2 separate regions of the Oryza sativa genome follow, and region 2 is linked to region 1. A link is a contact called in public ChIA-PET data. All regions are on one chromosome and are shown on one strand. Each heading gives the region's core, a stretch centred on a gene start, on an enhancer-like site or on the middle of the called end of the contact. The rest is flanking DNA. Distances are from core to core; before and after follow the strand shown.

Region 1 (4,482 bases), core at 349-2,848:
GACCGGCGGCATGTGACCGGTCAAGTGGTTGGTGACTCTATAATCATCGTAAGGCGTTTAGGTGTCCGATCGTGCTTGTCTACTTATCAAAAAGAAGTTGCCAACACGATTTTTGATAACTCCGCTGGGGACATCTTCATCAACATTATGACCAAGCTGGAGATGATCCTACCAATATCCTCCCCATCTCATTGGAGGATTTGTATGAGGAGCAAAGACGGGAGATTGAACAACATCTAAAGGCGACACAAGAGGCACTTTTGGCGGGATGCTTCATCAATACTCGTCAAGGAGTTGTTGGTAAGCCCGGTTCTACACCAAAAGTCACTGTCATGAGGTAAGCGGTGATGATATTATTCTTCCGATTCAAAAGCTTGTAGCAAGTTCCGTAGATAAAATCGTTAATGCTACTTTTAACAATAAGCTTGAGCATACTATGACTTCTTATTTTGATAAGAGGATTGTATCTTTTATGAATTCCAAATTCGGTTCTCATGCGATCAATTTGCCGTCTACTTCTGTTGCGAGTACTAGCCAAGCTCCTATTCATCACATATTAGCAAAATCGATGGGCGACCATGCAACATGCCGGGAGTGAAGATTCTAGCGCTGCGGCCGATCTACCCGGACATCATGCATGTCCGACCGCCTAGTTGCACGGTCTGACCAGTGGCTCTCTCGCCGGTCAGACCACACCTCTGATGACCGGTTAGATCGGGCCTTGGGCCGGTCAGACCGGTGGAATTGTTCCTGTCCATGAGGTAGATCCAACCACTAATAATTCTATTGAAATTTCTTAGGATTGCCTTAACCAAAAAAAAAAAGAATGGTTCTCAATATGAGGTTTTACCTCTTGGAAATATTCATCTGTGTCAATCTCTCTTCTAACTCCTACGTTTTTTTATGCTTCATCTAAAAGATCATTCATGCAATTTTTATTTTTTTCTATCCATAGGATTTTAGGTGATATGGCACTCAAATCGTACATTTTTCCTATCATTGTATATAAAAGTCTTGCGTTATAAAGGTGCCCTAATATTTAATTTTGCATTAATTTGATCAAAGCAGTTGTATTGTTGTGAAATTTAATTTGCTCTTTGACCCTCATCGTCTTCACTGTACAAAATCAGTTGCTGCCAAAATTTGAATAATTTTAAAACCTAATTTTAAAGTATTTTTCTCAAAGTTTATCTTTTAACATTGGTATTTAAATCCCTACAAACATATATATAAAAATTCTACTCATAAATTATTTTTTTAATACGTCATACGGCGTATTTTCAGCAATTTTTGATAAAAAAGATGGGGCCCTTCTTTTTCATTAAAGAGCAGTGTATGCTCCTACTTTATCTTTTTCACAGGGAGTAAGATATGCCTTGTTTAAACTTTTTCTTTAAACTTTTAACTTTTTCAACACATCAAAACTTTCCTACACATATAAACTTTTAACTTTTTCATTATATCGTTTCAATTTCAACTAAACTTCTAATTTTAACGTGAAAAACACACCCATAGACGGCCCAGTTCCTTCGACAACCCCGAAAACAAGGCATCCGCACCCGCATTAAAAACGCTATTTCTTTCACTCCGCGTCCCCCACCTTTAGAGGTCTGCCATCCCCCAATCCTCCCAAGGCCGTGAACCACAAACCGACGAGCACAGCGGGCGCGAGGGCGGCCGGCGCCGGGCGGAGCACACGCCTCTTTCACACCATCATCGCCAGCGCCGGATCCATCCACGATGGGCGGCGGCAACGGGCAGAAGTCCAGGATGGCCCGCGAGCGCAACATGGAGAAGGCCAAGGGCGCCAAGGGTTCGCTTGCCCCCCCCCTCCCTCGCTCGATCTCTCCCTGTTGCTGTTCTTTCTTGCCATGCCTGTTCTTCCTGGAAGGCGTTGATTTTGATGGATCTGTGGTTCCTTCTGTGCTTGTGCAGGGAGCCAGCTTGAGACCAACAAGAAGGCCATGAACATCCAGGTATGCCCTCCAGATCCGTTCTCTTTGATCTATGTGTATAGTCTTCCTGATTCACTCTACTTAGGTTGGGTCATGCTAGTTTCTTGGCTTGATGGATGCATGTTGTTTTAACTTCAATTGGTTCCTTCCCTCCATGTAGGATGAATGTGCGTATGATTGTTTGGCTATTTAAGATGCCTTTTCTTTTCCTTTTGTAGTAGCAAGATAAATACGAGTATAACTTTACTTTGTCCGATCTACATTCTTTAGTTGTCAGTTCTAATCTTCAATTGGCATGTAAAAATTGGATGAACTGTAAAGTATGTTGACAACGAACACCCTTGAATGTGACTTGGTGAAACAGGTTGCCTTCGCCATTCTAGTAGTTTACAACTGACTGTGTCACTAGTAACTTATTGACGCATCACACTATCTTCGTGTTAGTATTGACATTAGCTTCAACATGCCTAAAAAGAAGCTTCAGCGGGTTTCTGTTTTCCTGCTGAAGCGTGTAGTTCATTATCCTTGTCGGTAACTGCTTGTTGGAGACTTGTGAGTGCGTAAGTGAGCTTTTTCCTACTCCTACTAGATATGTATAATTGAATTAAACTAATCCCACTGAATTAATCTAGAAAATTTGTTTAGCATCAGTTGCGTGTTATGGCAAGCTAGTTCTGGTTTACTGTTTAAGATGTTGTTTTGCCCCTTTTGCTACAAGATAGAGATAACCTTACTTTGTTCAGTCTACATTCTTTGGTTGTCAGGTTTTAGTTTTTGATTGGCATATAAAAATCTGATGAACTGTGTTGGCGGATGGCATGAGGCCCTTCGACCAAATTTGCCGAAACCCGTGGCGAAGGCTATGAACCAAGGATGATGCGAGGCGAAGGGTCGCGTGAGTACCTGCCGAAGAAGGACGACTTCGCCATAGCCAGTTTGCCCTGGCATCCAGCGAAGAAGGACGGCTTCGCCATGTCCAGTTCGCCCTGGCATCCAGCTCGAAGAAGGACGGCTTCACCATGTCCAGTTCGCCCCCGCAAAGGCCGAAGAAGCCTTTTCGGCCCATCAAGCTTAGGGGCTATAGGGCCGACGGTCGCCTGACGGCCCATCAAGGGCCCATAAGTCCTCTTGACATTATGTAACCCTATAAACGTCCCTTTCATAAGGGCAACCATGTAAATTCCCCCGTATAACCTAAATCCTAGTAGTAAGAACCTGTAATGGGGCTATAAATAGTCCCCTAGGGCCATGTAATGGGGGATCCCAAGAAAAATTCAAAATTTAATACACTTCGTTTCTTTCCCAACCATTGTTGAGTAACGACGTCTTTCGACGTATGCGGTTGTCGTTTCGACAACAGCTGGCGCCGACCGTGGGGACCTCCGAGCGAAACCACTGAGAGCGAATGCCACCGAAGAAGGTCGCGAAGGAGAAGGTTACAAGGCGAAAGGAAAGCGACACCGGAGTGGGCATGGCCGCCGAAGAAGGAGCGGAGCCTTCGGCGTCGGTCGCCGAGGTTGGAGGGGCACCGTCCGCTTTGGCGACGGCACCGTCTCCTTCGGCGCTGGCACCGTCCGCTTCGGCGCCGGCACCATCACTGCTGCCTTCGGCCCGTGCCACCTCTGAGCAGGCGCCGAGTGTGAATGACGTGGCGAAGGCGACCGCAGTGGCGAGGGCACTTCAGACCAGGGCGGAGATCCTTTCGACAAGTCAGCTGCTGGTCCCCCAAGCTGCTCCGTCGCAGCCAGCAGCGGCCCAAGCTGCGCTCCCTGCCATGCAAGTCCAAGTCAACTCCGACCCTGAAACACAAGCCGAAGCCGATATGGAGGCCATGCGGCAAAACATGGCATGACTCCAAGACATGCTTCGCCAAATGCAAGAACAGCAACAAGCGTACGAAGCGGCAAGGCGATCCAAGGTTGCTTCGGCACCGATCCTCCAGTATTCGGCAGGTTTTGTCCCACCTCAAGTCTATCCGCAAGTGCAGCCCAAGCCCGCTCCGCCGCAAGTCTTGCAGGCACCAATGTACTTTGTCGGACAGCCGACAGTGGCAGCAGTGCCCCAAGCCGCGACCCAAGTACAGCCTCAGCCACTTGGCCAGCTGTCGCAAGCCGTAGCAGAAGGGGCTTCGGCTCTGCAGGCACAATTCCAAGCTTTCCTCCAGCAAATCAATCAGCCCCACAACATTTCGAATACAGCTCCCTCAACTCGTCCAGAGGGGAATTCAAGTCAAGGTGCGCTCAGTTGGTTGCCGCCGAACCAGCCGAATCTGGGGACTTCGCCGTGGAGTCAGGTACCTCAGTGCGACTTTACCAATACCGCTCAGGCGCAAACCGTTCGGTCGCAAGCACCAACACCAGGCTTCGGAACAAGCCAAGCACCATCCCAGGTCGCCATGACGTGGTCGCAGCTAGTTTTCGACCCATCCATGGCGGCTCAGCAAGCATCACCAGTCGGAGCTAGGCAGCCAAACGCCATGGCTCAAAATCATGCGCAAGCCGTAATTTCACCTTTCGCCACGCCGTAC
Region 2 (4,298 bases), core at 360-2,859, 56 kb after region 1:
ACACCCAAAAATACCCTTAACCCTTATAGACATACAATGTTAACAAATAATTTATCTCATTAGAAATTCTAAAATAATATGAAAATATTTATGTGGCCTTCTTATACAACATGGAAGTTTGTGTATAAGTTTTAAGTTCTTTTTGGTATTTTTATTTTTTGAAAAAAATATTTTTTGGGGTATATAAGAGAGAAATTGCTTACACAAAAGATAGTAGCACAAAAATATCTTATATAGCATATGAAAGATGATTTACATTAAAAACTATAACACAAAAATGTATTTTACATAGCATATAACATATAGGTTATATATATACATATTTAAAAAAAGTACAAATGAAAAAACTTGAAACTTATATACAAACTTCCATAATGTATAAGGATGTCACCTAAAAAATTTCATATTTTTTAAAACTTCTAATAAGATAAATCAATCTTAACCTTTTATGTCCATAAGTGTATTTTGGGTATTTTCTAAAAAGATAAGTTGAATGACGTATTGAAGAATAATTAATAAAGTTGTCGGTGTATTATAAAAAAAACAATGTTAATGGTAAATTGTTGAACCAGAATAAACTCAGTAGCATAAAATAGATTTCCTAAGTATAAGGATTTAGGTTCCATTCTAATCTTCAACTCAAAATTACAATTTTCTTGTTTCTCAGTAACACGCTTTATAAATTGCTAAACATTTTTTTTTGCAAAACTATTATAGAAGCTTCTTAAAATAAATCAAATAAATTTAAATGTACAATAACTAATACTTAATTAATTATACAATAATGATCTATCTCATTTTTTATGCTGAAAAACTAAGTGACTAGGGGTGAAAACGGACCGGATTCAGACGGATAGTGGTCATACCATATCCTAAACCATATTTTCAAGTGGATTCGGAGCGGGTGCAGATAGTGTCCAGATGCGGATGTGGAGCGGATTATTTCGGATGCCGGAAATTGTGCAGAATCGGTTCGGAAAGTTTCCATATTCGTTGTACTATGAAATGTCCCATCCAGTTCTAGGTTGCTATATTATGGGACGGAGGGAGTACATACTTAAGTGCTAAACAACATTAAACAACATGAATACATTTCATGTTGTCCATAATTTAAAAATACAACTGCGCAAGTGTGAGTGTGTGACATGACACGGTGAAAGACTTAGACTAAGAAAATCTAGGTTAATTGATGAATTAGGCCATTGGATGGACCAACTTATGTTACATGCAATAGATAGAGTGGTTACATGTGTTGATAATTACGAATTATCTGGAAAACGGCCTATTCGGATTTTATAGATACCGTATCCGCATCATACTATCTACATCCACATCCATATCAACCGGATTTTTAAAAGTCCATACCATATCAGACGGATTCAGAGTGGATTGGATCATACTATCTGTAACGTTCGAACGCAGTTCCCCAAGGGCGACAAATCCTCCTCTGGGTGAGCCTTGCAAAATGCATCCTCTTTGTTCCTGGTCCAAGTTTGACCGTGGACCTTGCAGTTGAAGTGTTGACCGCAATCCCCTACTTTTCCAAAATTTCCACCGCCCACCAGCCACCACCACCACCACCACCAGCGGGCCTTCACCCTCTTCTACTAGTCTTCTTCCTCCTCTCGCCCTTTCACACCGGAGCCATAGCCGGCGGGAGAGGCCAGCCCGACTGCCAGAGCCTCTACCTACGACTATCCGCGGCCGGATGGCGCCCCGCGTGTCCCTGCTCGCCGCCGGCGCCGTGGCCGTGGCCGTGGTCCTGCTTCTCGCCGCGCCGGCGCGGGCGTCCAACGACGAGGGGGACGCGCTGTACGCGCTGCGGACGAGGCTGTCGGATCCCAACGGCGTGCTGCAGAGCTGGGACCCGACCCTCGTCAACCCCTGCACCTGGTTCCATGTCACCTGCGACCACGCCAGCCGCGTCGTCCGCCTGTGAGTTCCTCTCCCTCCCGAACCCCCCCGCCGCCTCTTCAAGATTTTCCAACTCCGATGCCCAAATTGTTTGGTCCCCGACCGTGCGAAAGATTGCTGATTGGTTCTCCACTTCTCTTGCTTATCGAATTTGGAATCTGTCAACTGTGCGTGCTGCTGTGATTAATGGTCGGGGCTTAGTTTCCGTCTATTCTAAATTAAGTCAATTAGGTGATCATCTGCTGCTAGCTACGTATAGTTATTACTGGTTTGATTTGTTCGATGAACTCGTCAAAAATCAACACTTGGTTCAAGATCTCGACGCACCAACTCTTCTGCAATAGCAGGTCAACTTATAATTTGCGGACTGGCAAAAGAAATGACCTTTAATTTAGTCTTTCAATTGAGTTGCTTCTTGTTCACGAATTTCTTGGTTTGCTGCTCCGGTAGCAAAAATCGTGTTCAGAAGGTAGCAATCCGCGTGTTCAGAAGGATCGCACACTAAATCCTTAATGGTCTGACTATTTTATTTGTGGTTAATGTTTCAGGGATTTAGGAAACTCCAACATCTCCGGCTCGATTGGCCCTGAGCTAGGCCGTCTTGTGAACCTCCAATACCTGTATGGGCATATTACGTGCAAGTTTTTTTCTGTTCAAATGGCGAGAAAGGGATATATGACCATGATTTAATCAGTAAAAATCAAATTTTGATTTGCAGGGAGCTCTACAGGAACAATCTTAACGGTGAGATCCCAAAAGAATTGGGCAATCTCAAGAATTTGATCAGCTTGGATTTGTATGCCAACAAGCTCACTGGAACAATCCCCAAGTCGCTTTCCAAGCTCGGCTCGCTGAGATTCATGTATGTACCATCACCACCTGATTATATTACAGCTCTTGCTTAATACGAAGTCATGTCATGTCTAGTGCAAATAAATGATCGGTGAATCCAAATATCCTGACGCTTGTGATCACAATTTCTTCAACTGATATGAAATCCACAAATCTCTGTTCATTTGGTTTTATGCATGGTTAAGTAGTTTTTTCTTATACCAATGCACATTTTTTGTTAGATAATGTTACCAATGCACATTTAAGTAGGAGTAACTTTTATCAAAAGAAACAGGAACTAAGGAAGTAGGCTTCAACTCATTATTCATATTTGTACAGTGTTTCATATGCTACCACTGAAAGCTTTTGGTTTGTGATATCAGGCGGTTGAACAATAACAAGCTTGCTGGATCAATTCCAAGGGAGCTGGCCAAACTATCCAACCTGAAAGTCATGTGAGTATAAAACTATTTATTTTAAATTAGTTATTTCCTTGACTCTCTATGGTTACTGAATACTGATTGCTCTAAGTTCTTGTGAAATGTAGTGACTTGTCTAACAATGACCTCTGTGGAACTATTCCTGTTGACGGTCCCTTCTCAACCTTCCCTCTTCGAAGGTATACCTTAAAAGTTAATTTACTATTGAAATGCATTAGGTTGAATTTGATGCTTGACTAAAACAAATGTCAGTTAATTCTTACATTGCCCATTGACATGACATTTGTGATTTGTATTGGTTAAGTTTGTTGGAATGGTTTGAGTCAAATAAGTTTGGTCACTATTTTGCTACTAGTTTCGCGGAGTTTAGTTCTAAACTTATTCTTCAAACTTCCAATTTTTCCATCACATCAAAACTTTCCCACACACACAAACTTTCAACTTTTCCATCACATCGTTCCAATTTCAACCAAACTTCCAATTTTGGCTTGAACTAAACACACCCTTTGTATCCCTCATTACCACTGGACCTTTCACATAAACTGACAGCTAACTCATCTTATTCTGCAGCTTTGAGAACAACAACAGGCTCAACGGCCCAGAGCTGCAAGGTTTGGTTCCTTATGACTTTGGATGTTAAGAGCTCCATGTTGGTGAAGTAGCACAGCAATGCATGTCGTCCGTTGATAAATGGAAAAGAATATAGTAGTACAAATAGGAAAGCTAGCATGTATGTTGTGAGTTCACATATGCAGCAGAGCTGCAGAGCTAAAGAGGGAAGGTTAATGTACCCAGGCAGCATGAACAAAGAATGTATTCAGAGAAGTTTTACTTATATTCATGATACAGGTACTATGTATGTAAATTTCAAGCTGCTTTACTGCAGTCGTGTTTTTAGGTGATGCAAATCCTAGCGACACGAATTAACGTACATATTGTACATTCTCCCAGTCCCACCAACGGTTGAAATACCAGCATTGCATGTTAAAAGAATCAGAATACATGAGAGTAATTCAATTATCTTAGTGGAAAAAAAGAGCTAACTACACAATCAGGTATCAGCTCTACATAATGAGCTTGATGCTGTTTATTATATCATGCCTGACATAGGAA

Evidence for each region. ChIA-PET counts read pairs in DNA pulled down with a chosen protein or histone mark.
Region 2: a contact with region 1 is called in an H3K9ac ChIA-PET map of seedling, with 7 times the contacts expected there. The contact joins the promoter of LOC4333213 here to the promoter of LOC4333210 in region 1. A contact is called at or near these places in 2 of 15 Hi-C or Micro-C datasets (leaf and panicle) and 3 of 4 datasets of contacts at active chromatin or transcription factors (leaf and seedling).

What each region holds. Positions count from the first base shown.
Region 1 is chr3:19,035,641-19,040,122 of ASM3414082v1, forward strand. It overlaps LOC4333210, which reads left to right and starts at 1,599. Exons shown (of 3, transcript XM_015775718.3): 1 at 1,599-1,813; 2 at 1,936-1,976. The coding sequence starts at 1,741.
Region 2 is chr3:19,091,935-19,096,232 of ASM3414082v1, forward strand. It overlaps LOC4333213 (leucine-rich repeat protein 1), which reads left to right and starts at 1,610. Exons shown (of 6, transcript XM_015775744.2): 1 at 1,610-1,935; 2 at 2,463-2,534; 3 at 2,633-2,776; 4 at 3,129-3,200; 5 at 3,293-3,364; 6 at 3,756-4,050. The coding sequence starts at 1,709. The coding sequence ends at 3,825. It overlaps LOC4333214 (transcription initiation factor TFIID subunit 4b), which reads right to left. Exons shown (of 14, transcript XM_066309079.1): 14 at 4,189-4,298.